Regions from separate parts of the Arachis hypogaea genome. Here region 2 is linked to region 1. The links are chromatin contacts, called in public Hi-C maps. All regions are on one chromosome and are shown on one strand. The core of a region is the stretch at or near the end of the contact, and the rest is flanking DNA. Distances in the headings are between cores, read along the strand shown. Region 1 holds the start of LOC112743485. Region 2 holds the start of LOC112743490 (L-type lectin-domain containing receptor kinase VIII.2).

The links. A called contact is a pair of places that touch in the nucleus more often than the background predicts.
Region 2: a contact with region 1 is called in a Hi-C map of leaf, with 3 times the contacts expected there. The contact joins the promoter of LOC112743490 here to the promoter of LOC112743485 in region 1. A contact is called at or near these places in 2 of 8 Hi-C or Micro-C datasets (both in leaf).

The regions. Positions count from the first base shown.
Region 1 is chr14:90,648,337-90,655,298 of arahy.Tifrunner.gnm2.J5K5, reverse strand. It overlaps LOC112743485, which reads left to right and starts at 2,406. Exons shown (of 7, transcript XM_025792697.3): 1 at 2,406-2,709; 2 at 3,080-3,329; 3 at 3,844-4,041; 4 at 4,132-4,789; 5 at 4,885-4,973; 6 at 5,052-5,111; 7 at 5,321-5,651. The coding sequence starts at 2,530. The coding sequence ends at 5,349. It overlaps LOC112743487 (fructose-1,6-bisphosphatase, chloroplastic), which reads right to left. Exons shown (of 4, transcript XM_025792699.2): 3 at 6,449-6,955; 4 at 5,965-6,268. The coding sequence ends at 6,197.
Region 2 is chr14:91,043,458-91,050,419 of arahy.Tifrunner.gnm2.J5K5, reverse strand. LOC112743490 (L-type lectin-domain containing receptor kinase VIII.2) reads right to left here and starts at 3,796. Exons shown (of 1, transcript XM_025792706.3): 1 at 2,174-3,796. The coding sequence starts at 3,511. The coding sequence ends at 2,456. LOC112746373 (small nucleolar RNA snoR109) reads left to right here; the gene lies at 1-20.

The DNA.
Region 1 (6,962 bases), core at 1,157-3,656:
AGTAATCCCTATCGACTTCCAAATAGACTTATAGGAAGGAGATAATCTCGACATCAAGTCGAAAGAAAGGAACTAGACTCCTTAGGAGGGGCAATTCAGAAAACTCGACTAGAAAAATAAGAAGACTAAATGTTTTTATAGAAAATTAAAGGAAGATGCTCAGGTGGAGTTGGAAAGAAAGAAGAAATGGGTTCAATTTGTTCTTGAGTACAAGAGGCTAGTAACCTTGAAATGAATGAATACTTGGCTCCTCCAAAGATCTATGGTTTCAACATTTGAATTGGGGGCTTTCAAGCTTCCATTGTCGTTATAAAATTGTGCCATGTCAGCTATCAAAGAGGGAGGAGGAATAATTTGAACATCATCGTCTTCCTCGCATTGTTGAGGAAGCTGTTGAGCAATAGTCACCGCACGAGGTGCAGAGACTGCTATAGTAACAACAACGGCCGGAAGGGAAGAAGATATAGAAGCCGTGGTTTCAAAAGCAATTGAGGAAGTAATCGTGGCAATGGTTGCAATGGTTGCGGAAGTAGAAGATGCAACAGTAACAGAAGGTGAGGCGTTTATTGAGATTCCATATGAAAATGGTAGAGAGAATAATGAACAAAAGGGATTTTTGTTTCAAGTGATGAAAATGATGAAGGATGAAAACAATGAAGTAATAATATCCTTAAGATGATTTGAAATATAAAAAATGATGAAAGGCCCATTAAAGTCCATAGAGAACGTTGCGTATTCTTAGAAAAACGTGTGTAACACTTCAGAAACTACATAACTATCTTTTCAAGTTATGAATTTTAAATCTGGCACATGATTAGCATGTGATTGAGTAAAACTTATCATTTCACTTTTGAAAAGACAATTTTTAAGGGGCAATTTATTAATACAAAACATTTTTGACATAATTACTTTGACCATAGTGAAGCGAAATATTGACTACAGCACGCAGGATATTCGTTGAGTCAAAAAAGGCTTAGGTAAAAATATGTTGAGGATACGTAGGTTAATTAAATGTCACATGGTAAATAAGAAGACGTGGGGCTATTACTTGGAAATTAAGGTCCGTGGAGGTCAAGATGAGATTATGGGTAAGAATAAACTGAAGCTAGATCATGGAAGAGAGAAAAGAAGAGACTAGATCGTGGGCATTAGCAAACCAATATAGTGGTCTATAAACAGGAGAAGCTCAGAAGAAATCAGGGATTTCAATTTGAAACACTTCATAATTACACTAAAGCTTTGCAAATTTCAAGTCACACTGACGTGAAGGAGAACCATAGAGTGTAAGTGCGTGTGAGTGTCTGGAATCAGTTTTCAATTCATTTTCTTTTCTTTAAGTAGTTTACTTTTCTTTTCTTCAAGTATTTCGCTTTCTTTTAATGCCAAATTTACTTTCTTATCTAATTAAAGCTTCATTTATTTTGTATTTCCATTTATTGTTGTTATTTACATTATTTGATCCAATTTATATTCAATATTTCATACACAAGTAATCATTCGACACATACACTTAGTAAATCTCAGGTAGAGTTCCCTCTTTTAAGAGGAGTCGTATTTGCTCCCCAAATTGAGATCTTAGTACAAACTTGATTCGATACCCTGTCGAGATTACCAAAAATCAAGCGAAGCACTCTTTAGATATATCACTGTAAGATAAATTAGTCTTCCTTTAAGATGACAAAAAGATTAATTTATCTGACCAGAGTAATTCTTGAAGGCTTATAGAAAATAAAAATTGATGAGACCAAAACATCCGATTTAAAATTCTAAGATTTTATTTTCTGTTTCTTCTGATATTAGATTTTGTTTTGTTTTTTTTTTTTTTTGTTATTCACGATATCTTTCAGCCCGACAGGCAAAAGATAATCAATCGTTAATCTGAGCTCCATGTAACGGTTTACTGCTGGCTAATGGGTTACTGCATGCAGAAGACGGGATTCAAATCCCCCACACTTATTTAAGCGGACGAGTAAATTAACCACTCGACTAACCCAAGTTGGTTTTCTAATATTAGATTGTTGTTGACTGTTAAGGGAGGATGATAGGGTTTCTTTTCCCTGTAATATCGTTTAGTTGTTTTTTTTATTTGGGCTCTACCCTTGTTTTTCCAAATGAAATGGAAATAGGAAACAAGAATAGTTCCCTGTTGGGCTCTTCATAAGTCCATACTCAATAGTCATGACTCGTGAGTCTTATGACCATAGAACAAATCGGTTAAGTTTGGTGATCATTAAAAAAAAATAAAAGGAAAGATCGAGTTTCCACTGACTCGCACATATTTTATTTTGCCGTTTACCGCCAAAACAAACCCAACAAAACACTATTTCACCAAAAAGAATTATATTGTGTTCAAAAACAGTCTCCCGCGTCCTTTGTTATACACTTTCGCTCCTTTTTTCAACACACTCTCAATGCTTAATTTATAGCTTTCTTTCTTTCTCTCTCCATCTCTCTGATCTGAGTGAGACTTTCATTTTCATCTTCCTCTTCATTTCACTTCTGTGAGCCTTGAAGAGAAGAAAGAAAACGATGGCGGGAAAGCCATCCACCAAAGGCAGAAAGGTAGAGACACTGGGGAAAGGGAAGGTCACACCAACGCAGATCGCGTTCATCGTCGATAGGTACCTTTGCGACAACAACTTCTCGTCCACGCGTTCCATCTTCCGAACTGAAGCTTCCTCTCTCATCGCCAATTCACCCATTAATGAGGTATATATTTATATACAACACCTTTTGGTTTTTTCCCCTAAATTGCTATGCTGATTTGTTCATTTGTGCTTTTTATTTGCAGATCCCTTTTGTTTTTCTTTCATTTAGTGCGGATTTGAGCATTTAGGGTTTAGTTTTGTTTGGTCACATAGTTGGAATTCTATCACACATGTTCAAAGCCTTATTTTATTTTACCCCCAATTTCTTAGCGGATATGTGCACCTGGGTCTTCATTTTGGATCATAAGTTCGGTTCTTTATGACATGTATAGAATATGTCACTCAAAATTGGTATATTGTTTATTTTTATCATGAAGTACAAAACCCTTGTTCATGTTAATAGTAAACTTGATTTTTTTTTTTTATTTCAGGCACCGAAGACTCTGTTGACTTTAGGGGAGATGCTGGATGAGTACATAAGCTTGAAGGAGCAGAAGGTGATGTTGGAGCAGGAAAGGGTTCTTATGGAGCAAGAGAAAAATCGGGTTCAGATGCTGTTGCACGGTATGCAGAATGTCATGAACGCTTTCAATGCCAGTGGAAACCTCTCAGCTCTTCCGGCGAAATCTGCAGTTGCTCTTGCTCCTTCTCAACCAGCTTATATTAACAAACCTCAGCCAGGTTGCTTCCTTTGTTCCCATCTAACTTGAATTTTGTTAGTAGTTCATACTTCATATGTATGCAGGTTTTGTGTGGCAGCTATTTCTTCTATTGAAAATGTACTTTTTGTGATTAACCAATGCTCAAATTTGGTATTCCATGGAAGATCATGTTTTAATTAATGTGAATTATGGCATGTAATGTACTAAATAAGAGAAAATAAAGGCAACCGATATGTTTGTAAACGGTACATTACATGCCATTTTGTTTTATTTTTTCCTTCCAAATTTTGGTTCTGAAGAATAATGGAGTGGAGACTTGACTGTGGATATAAGCTTATCTTGGTTATGCTGTGATAAGAAAATCATGCTAATTTGCAGTTGCTTCAGTGCAACAGATATCTGAAAAGTGGATTATAGAATGTAACTTTATTTTGTTTTTCACTGAAAATTGTTTTAATCTGCGGATGTTAGCTTCTTTCAATTCAATTGTTTACTGACCTTACATGATGACGATCTTCATGTTGTTTACTTAGGTGTACCTTCTTCTGTGCAAATCAAATCGCATATACACTCACTGCCTCCGTCTAGCAATACAAATTCAGAGGGTGGAAACTTCTCAACATCTGCGATGAATGTATCCGACAGAAAGAGAAAGGATACTAAAACAGATGCACCTTTAGCTGTGAAAAAGTCTCGTGGTAGGTCAACCAACAAGAAAGTTTCTGTCCAAGGTATAGCTAATTAGCTATCTCCAAAAGGGTCTAAAATATATGCCAATCTTGCGAAAACATGACATTTATTTGCTTTATTGCCATTTTCAGGTCCAAATGTGCTACCGCAGCCTGATAATACCATTGATTCTCAAGTAGTAGGTCCACCAACTTCTTCAATTCGTTCTTCACCAGAGAACTGTGTGCCGAGTGGATCACAGGCTCAAGGATCCAATATTGCTAAATGCTTATTCGACCAATCTTCACTCCCTCCTACTAATAATTCACAACCACCAAAGACACCTACTAGAAGAATAACTTCATCCCAAAGTGGTACACATATCTCACCTCCTGAGATTTCTTCAGTCTCGGGTTGCAATCAAGAGGCTACTCCTACGCGCTGCACTGTGATTTCAACCAAGAGAGTTATGGTCAGCCCTGCGAAACAGATGGCATACATAGAGATGAGCCATTGCATTTCACCTCTGAAGACAGGTTCTGACAAATTAGGAAAGAGAGATCATGTGAGAAGCAGATTGGACTTTGGTTCTGATATGCCAGAGGGCTTGGACAAACAATTGTCTAACGAGGTTTCTACGTCTGAGTCTGAGAAGGAACTGGACATGTTTGACATTGAGTTCCCAAATTTCGATGCTTTAGGAATTGACTTCTCCTTCAGTGAAATGTTAAATGATCTAGAAATACCTTGTGATGGCATTGACTTCAGTTGCCAACCAACATCAAGCCCTTCCATTGAAAATGCTTCAGGGTATTCTTTCTTTTGATGCTATAATAACTATTAAGTTCCTCTGTAATAATAATAATATATCTAACTTTTCATCTCATTATTCCATTGTCAAGCAGCTCACCTCAAGAATGCAATGACACTAATGCTTTAAATGAATTATCAACTGTTTCTGAAGTCCTATGTGAGAAAGATCTGAGAATATTAGGTAATGGAGCTCATTTTTTTCGATCTTATTTTGTATTTTTTAGCGAAACACAATTTACTGATCTTTTATTTTTTACAGGTCCAGATTGTATGACAGCAGTGAAATCTGTCACAAAAAGCATAACAGTTATTAGCCCTGGTAAATTCATGCTTCTATTGTTCTCATTCTCAATTTTATTTTAAACCCCAGTAATTTATTTTTCTAAACTAATACTGCATTTGTTTCGAAATAAATGTTTGAAAACAAATTATTCCTGGTTACATTGATTTTTTTAATTATGAGAAATGAAAGTGACACTTATTTTGCAAATCCAACAATATTAACTCATCGCATTATTGTTGATGCAGAGAAAAAGCGGGAGCAGTCTCTTGATTAGAAAAATTGTAAATGAGTGACAATTTGAAGAATGACTCAACCTGACTTATTACTGATCCCCGCTGGAGAGATATCTGACCGTTGCTCCAAATAGCAGTTCTCTGAAGTTGCACTGGAATTAGGATAACATCATTCATTTAAACCTAGATTACAACCTTGCCTTATTTGGTCAAAGTTGCAATCATCAATCTTTAATCTAATGTAGATATCATACTACTTTTTTGTGTGCTACTCACTTAATCTTGGTAACTATGTTTGAGTATTGTAAACTTGCAAGTAAATGTGGTTTTGGATTTGGATACACTATACATGCCAGGAAGCAAATCTAAAATAGTTGGTTTTAGCATTAGTTTACTTGTAATATACACTAGCATAAATATCTAGGTTAATCCACTCCTTAATCTGAAACCATGTCTAGTGTTGCATATATTAGTGCCTTACAGTCTTATAACTGAAACCCAAGAATAGGTACCAACTGTTCTAAAGTTAAGATCTTGATGCATATATTTTACATAGAAATTAGATATGCTTTTAGACCACACCCTAACGCCCTAACATGGTTGCTTCTGCCAAATGCCAATGCTATAAATAATAGCTTCATTGGAGAACCCAAGGCTTGTGAATTGGTGTTATATTGAAAAATGATTCTGATGAAACATTATTCACTGTTTCATATTTCTTGTCCATAGACCATAGTAATATGAAGGTACATGGAATTTTTTTTTGTTTTTTCTTCTTTTCTCTATTTGCTACAAGGGGAACAAAAAAGAATGTTTCCTTAAGAAACAAAACCACTTGATTATAATAATTTAAGAACAAGTTAACTGCTTTTGCACTTTACATATCATTTAAGCCAAGTACTTTTCGACCTTCTCCACCTCCTCTACACTCCCAATGTACAGGGGAACACGCTGGTGAATCTGTTCAATGAAAACAATAAAATAAAGACAATCCAATAACAGGATGAGAATAATTTCTATTGGTTAACACGGTATGAACTATGATAAGCAGTGAATGTATAAAAACAGGTTGCTTTTCCTTATAATATCTGTGTAAGACTTTTTTATGTTGAGAATTAGTCGAAGTTGATGAATGCTTACTTCCGTTGGTTCAATGTCAAGTATTCTCTGATGACCATCTGAACCTTTTCCGCCAGCTTGTTCTACAATGAAACTCATTGGAGCGCATTCATAAAGAAGCCTAAGCTTGCCATTCTTGCTTTTCTTGTCTCTAGGGTACCCATAAATTCCACCATACAAGAGTGTCCTATGGAAATCCCCAACCAAACTACCAATATATCTTGCAGAATAAGGCTTGCCACTAGGACCAGGGTCCTTAAGATCATCAATGTATTTCTTTAACTTGTCATCCCAAAGCTGGTAGTTACCTTCATTGAATGCATATATTTTCCCTGCTTTGGGAATCTGCAGGTTTTCTTGAGTTAAGACGAATTCGCCATAGAGCGGATCCAGTGTGAAGACGAATACTCCTTTTCCGATTGTCAGGACGAAGATTATTGAGCTTGAGTACATGCAGTAACCGGCTGCAAGGAGGTTGCTTCCGGGTTGGCACACATTCACAATACACCTTTGTTCTGCTTTGTCAAGCTAAAAT
Region 2 (6,962 bases), core at 2,547-5,046, 390 kb before region 1:
TTACCGAGCTTCTCACACTCATTCAATAGGGATAGCTATGGGGTGGTTCTGGTAGTTTTTTAAGTTACCTCTACGACTACCAGCCTCGTTTACCTTCACTTCACCTCAATCCCAGCCCTGCCTAGTACTTACATATTTTTGCTTTGTAGATTTCAGTTATTAGTAAACTCTTAGAAAAAAAAGTTGCTACATCTGTTATTCATAAATTAATTCGAAAATATAGTCTATGAGAAATAGATTAAAAAAACGTGGTTGGTGATTGCTGATGATCAATTGACCAGGATGATAATGGTTAGTCTTCTTTTTGTAGCCTTAGAGTGATAATGCCTCTGAAAATTAAGAGTCCCATTCGTTTCTCTAAATATTGTTGATAATGTTATGCTATACCCGACTTTTAACTCTAAAATGTAGTGATTATTAAGATTGCTCTGCTTTATTTTGATTCAAGAAAATGAATACCTATTGATTTTAATTTGATGCGATGCAATATTTGATTCTTGTCTTTTGTTTTTCTAATTTTTGTTTTGAGAAAACGGTTGAATCTTGGACAAAGCTTTTGATATTTGCCAACTAAATACAATTGTAATTGATGTAAATTTGATTTTTTTAGTTGTTTTTTGTTTGAAATGAAAAATATGTTTGGACGGATCTGGTGTTGAGGTCAGGGTTCAATGCATTTGTTGGGTGTTCTATGTTGGTTAGTATTATTTCAAATGCAATGTAAATACAAAGGAGAAATGTTGATCACTTAATTTTTGTGGGGAATATTTTTTGGGTTTCCCATGGCATTGTTCAGCTGATGAGTAAATTGACTATTCGACTAACCCAACTTGGTTTATTTGTGGCGAATTTTCAATAGACAAGATCTTTTGCAAATAAGCATGTATATCCATCCGATATCATCTCTTTGGCAGCAAGTATTGACCATGAATTTAAATGTCTTGATTCTTCTTCCCCAAGAAACTAATTGTTTAGATATTTTATAGTTCTATTATTTCATTATGAAGGCAAGTTTTGTTAGACAGTTCAATGTTTCTGTAAACTAATAACCAATTTGGTTCAACCTGTAATTTGCTTTCAATGAATAAATTCTCTGTAATAGAAAGCAATCAATAGATGACCTAAAAATGGCATATGAAGTCATCAAAATCGCTTAGCCACCACCTTCTCGACGAGCATAGCCAGCAACGTCACATGGTTAACATTAATTGACGAAGGCAGAACATATAGTACACACATTTGTGAATTATGATAAAGCCACAACTTGGTAAGAAAATACCAAACCCATGTGATGATGTGTTACGACCGAAGCTGACCGAGGAACAAGAAACTAACTTCAAAACTCAAATCTAAACATAAATAAACTATGTGATAAAAACATGCCAAAAGGAAGCAGGCAACTAAAAATATTCCTACAATTGCATTCAAATAAAAAAATATAGTAAGTAACCAAACCAGATAATATAAAACTAACTATTGATTCTAGTACCTAACCCCCACCTTGAGGGAAACAAGTTTACTGACTTAGAATTTTGAATATATAAAACTTACATCCAAAAAAGGTTTATCACAAGCAGTCAAGCAGATTCAAATTCTCTTCCGCAAGCAACTATCCAAAGTAAATGGTTTGCAGGATGCTTTAAAGGAATTTACTAAAACAAAAAGACCAGCAACTAAAATGTTTGATGTTTCATGCGTCTCATGAACCAAAAAAAACTTAATTTCAAGTGTGCTAGATGTTAGCAACAGGCACTATGAAGTGCACAAACAAATCGAAATTCTGGTACTCTCAAAAGATAGTTGCATTACTAAGATTGGTGAAGGAAAGAGTACAGAAAGGCTATGTTATTTCAGAAACCAGAAATCAAGTTACAGACAAGACTATCTAAATATGAATATCTTAAGATAAAAAATACAATTTCAGATCAGACCATGCTTAACATCAATACTCCATTCACTGTTGCACCTTTTTATGGCAACCAATGCTTGAGTTAATTTACTGTGTCAGTAAATGGAAAACAACATAACATCAACATAAAGGATTCAACAAATCAAAGGAGATAGTGTTGTGTAGAAGCAACTCATCCATGTATCATAATTTTCTTATATTTGCATCCCTAAGCAAATAAATATAAATCCACATTGGTACTAATGTACTATGGGCCAATCAACATTGAATAAGTAGATTGATTGTGGTTATTAGTGATAACCATATATATAAATCTCTATCAGCAACATTACACAATATATTGATAAACAAAAAAGGGGTAAGCTATGTAATATTGGATGCAGAGTTGGATCTGGATCTCAATTATCTTAACAAAAGACAATAACGTAGGAAAAAGTAAACTAACCAGTTCTTTCCCAGAAGATTACAACAAAACAAAACCTGAATACAAGCAACATTGATTTACAACACAACTGTGAATGGCGCAATTAGCTCCCTCCTGCAGATCTACTCCTTAGCACCTTTGATGGGTTTATCTACAACAACGTCGACTTTCTTGTACTCGAAATCCATTGGCTGCATAACAAACTCCTCCGGCATTACCGGACGTCTATTGCCGAAGATGGTCCACACATAAAGCACAACAAATGCTGTCAAAGCTCCACATCCGGCACCGAATATCATAGCAGCAAGAATCCTCAAAAGGCAGTCACTCTTTGGTTTCACCACCGGAGCCTCAGTTTCCTTGGTAGCAAGGACCTTCGGATCGATGGGCTCAGAGTGCATCCAATGCGGGAAAATCCTCAAAACAAAGCTCCACGAATAGAGAAAGCATGCTTGAGAGCTATTAATATTATCATCCTTTTTCACTGGACTAAATCCCACAAACATTTCTTTGGACTCCCAAACACTTGGGAAATCAATTGAATGCCATAGAATTGGATCATATGGCCTTGAATGACCAAACTGATTCAATCTAACTTCTAATCTCCTAGAACTTGCAACATAATCAATCCAAGCATGCATTTTTTCACCACTTCTTACAACAGAAGAAACATTGCTTTTTTTAGCAGGAACTGAATCACCAACCTTAATGGCCACATTAAAACTAGCAGAACCCCTATTTGCAATACTAAACTCAATACCAACAACATCGAATCCGCTTTTTCCTTTCAATCCAAGAGAGAACCCTGATGAGTTATTACCAAAAAACTCACCTTCAGAACCACTTGGAACCATAACAAAAGCCAAGCCATCCCCACCTTCATTGAAGGAAATTGAAAAAGCAAAGTAGGTTGAAAATGAGACCAAACCCTTTGATGCAGCATCAACAAGCTTGATGGGGTTCTTTCTCATCACTTTACCAGACCCAGAGAGCATAACCTCAGACTCGCCATTGACAACCCTTGCATTACCATAAAGTGCTACACTTTGCTTGAAAATTGGATCTTTTCCGAAGTCTGAGAACGAAAAAGATGGAACTGGGTTCAAAGCTTGGATTTTGAGGAACAAGTTGAGGAATGTGAAGGCAACGATGTAGTGAGAAGTGGAAAATGAGGCCATAATTGAAATGGGCTTGAGCTGAATCTTGAAGTGTGTGGCTCTCTAGTGTTGGTGAGTTAATCCCATTTGCATAAAAAAAGGTGAATTTTTCTTTTCCTTTTCTGTTTCTAGGGTTTGTGGAGTGAAGAAGAGAAGAGAAAGTAGCCGAGAAAGTAAAGAATATTATTGGGAGAAGTTCAAGTTGTTGGGTTTGGAGGTTTGTGAAAATTAAATAAAAGGTTTTTAACAGAAATAGTAAATCAATTTGGGTTAAGTGGGATCGTCGAGTGGGCAACTTACTTGACTGCTTCGATTTTCGCTTTATGCAGTATCTTATAAATGGAATTTCTATCTGCCAAAAAATAGTCTTTCACCTATTGAGTTCGGAGATATTATGAACAACAAAAAAAACCAATGTAATTAGATATTTTTTAAAAATTATCTATTATTTAATTTAAAAAAAAAACTCTAAAAAATAAGTAAATTTTTTATAAAAAAATAAATAATTTTTTTTAAGAATAAATATTTAAATTAATTAAATAATATTATTTAAATACTAAAGACTAAAAATTTAGAGTATAAGTAATATTTTTCATAAAAAAAAAAGTTTTTAACTGCTTTTTTCTGCAACTTCGTGCTTCACCACACTTTCCCTCTGTGGTTGCCGAACAATGGAATATAATAAATGATCCGTCACCTTATAACTCGGTCTTTATTATGCATTATGAGTTATAACTCGGCGTTAACTATCATTCATTCTTTTGTTTGTAACTGACACCTTCATTACCGACTTAATGACCATCATTTCTATCTTAATGACCAAACGGTCATAACATCAATTCTATTCATCAATTTTATACCTATAAAAAGAACCTTCTATATCTAATCTCAATAATACATTCTATATTCATAGAATTATTATAAACACAACATAACACATGATAACTTTCATTTCATGTCTTACATTCTATATTCATAGAATTATTCTTATACCTCTTAAACACTTATTGACTTGAGCGTCGGAGTGTTTTTTGCAGGCAGGTACCCACCCTCTTGTTCTCTCCTTGCCGACGTATAACTCATCCCGACGAGAAGCTTGAAGACATTCATCGACGGACGAGCTATACACCGGTCAACCTCAGCAAGAACAATAAAGATTTTTATTTTATTATTATCATATATCTTTTGTTTTCTTCTTTGCAATTTGTGGCCTTTTCCACCCTTTCCTTGTCAATGTTCACTATTTTTGGGAAATTGTTGTACACCCTACAATTATTCATAAGCAGTTACTTTTACTTATAATGTTAAGAAATTATATATTGTATAGAATCAAGAATAAATAACTAACAAAATGCTACATAGAGATATCTATTTCTATTTCTAATATAAGAAAAAGTTTAGTGCATAAATTTTTCCTAAAATATTATATATAATTTATAAAAATTATATTGGAAAAACATGAAAATAAAATATTTTAGTTAGAACTTGACAAATTGTCATTTTGATTAATCTTATTATTATTATTATTATTATTATTATTATTATTATTATTATTATTATTATTATTATTATTAAATCACTAGTGCATTATAATTGCATGTAACAAATTTAAAATGCATATCCAATATTGTTAGTGAAAGTCAGTTATGCACATAAATTTTTGTAAAAAATAATTAAACATGCTCTATCATTAAAAATATTTTATTGTAACATATAATTTTTCCTTCTTTTTAATGAGACCTGAAGTTAGAATTGATTTGGTTAAACTTTTTGGAGAAGTAGGCGTAGTTTTTAAAAATATAATCAATTTATTTTATATTTGATAAATTAAAAAAATGTACTTTTATTTAAAATTTTTAAAATTTAGAAGTACTTTTGAAATATTTAAAAATATCTTTTTTAAAGTTAGTTTGTATTTATTAAAGTAAAAAAATTTAATATAATCTCATGTATAATGTAATAAATATTTAAATTTATCCTTATGTTTATATCAATTATGGTTTTTTTTATTTATAATTTAAAAATTATTTTATCAAACATAATTGTTGTTTACATATTTATTGCAAGTCATTTTTGTTTGATTTACGAAACATAAATATTAAAACTTATAAAAAAAATTATATTTCAAAAACTAGCTCCGATGGATTACTTCCAAAAAAAAAATTTTACTAAATCGATCGTTTATTTATGTTAAGCTAAAGCCTCAATTTAGTTGGAGTAATATAATTATTACAGTTTTTTTATTTATTTCTTTGTCTAAATTCTTACACCAATTTGGTTGAAGCTTTTTTTATTTAAATAAAAAATTATTTATTAACTTGGATAAAGTGAGAAACATTTTCAGTTTTATGTATTATATTGTGAGGGTATTTGGGCTAGTATGCAAAATGCACTAAAACAAATTACTCCAATTTTGTAGTAAAAATTGCAAAATAGGCTCAATTCAAAATCGATAATATTTCGCTAACAAGTCAGCAAAATACATGTAACCAGCAAAATACATTAGAAATTGAGTATATCCTACTTCGTAATTAAGGTAGCGAAATACGTGTAGTCTACCATTATTTCACAACGGTTTAATTATTCCGATGATTTTTATAGTTTTGCAAAATTTTTAATTAGGTTTCTGTACTTTTTTTTTAATTAAGTTTTTGTACTAATTTTTTTTTAATTTGGTCATACACTTTTTTTTTTATTTGGGTCTCTATACTAATTTTTTTTTTATTTTTAGTTAGGTCCCTATAAAATTAAGTCAATTACTGCAAAAAAGACCTAATTAAAAAAAAATTTAGTGTAACAACTCAATTAAAAAAAATATATAAAGACCTAATTAAAAATTTCACAAAACTACGTAATTAAACCTTTCACAACCTTAAGTATTAGTAATGGAAAAAAAAGACTTCCTTATAAATATCAGATCTCCAAACACTATAATGTGATCATATTTCGTTTCTCACACACTCAAATTGCTAGCAAACATCTGTTGTTTATTCGAATGCAACTATCAGATACAACTGTAATTGTGTATTTTTTGAATGCAATGATCCTCTTATAATGCATATTTAGTAGTTGCAATCTTTGAGCGAACTTATAAATTTTATTCTAGTGAACATGAGCTTATGAATTAAGCACATCAGAAAAGTGGAATATCAATTTTTTTTTTCATTTGATGTTATTCAAAGTGTTAGATATCAAGTGTTCTAGTTAAAGCACTTTTATACAATGTTCGATTATCATAGAAAAATTGTGGCTCAACAAGTAATGAAACTTTATATTAAGTTGTACATTTTATTAGTAGTTTTTTATTTTTTTTATTTAGTTCTACTGAGTCATCATGTGACATGTGATAGTCTAACTGACAAAACAAGTATTTTGACTTACAATTATATTTCAAAGATTAATATAATTTATAATTTTTTTTAGAATCAAATTTAAGAACGAATTAGTTATATCTTGAAGAACAAATTTGAGT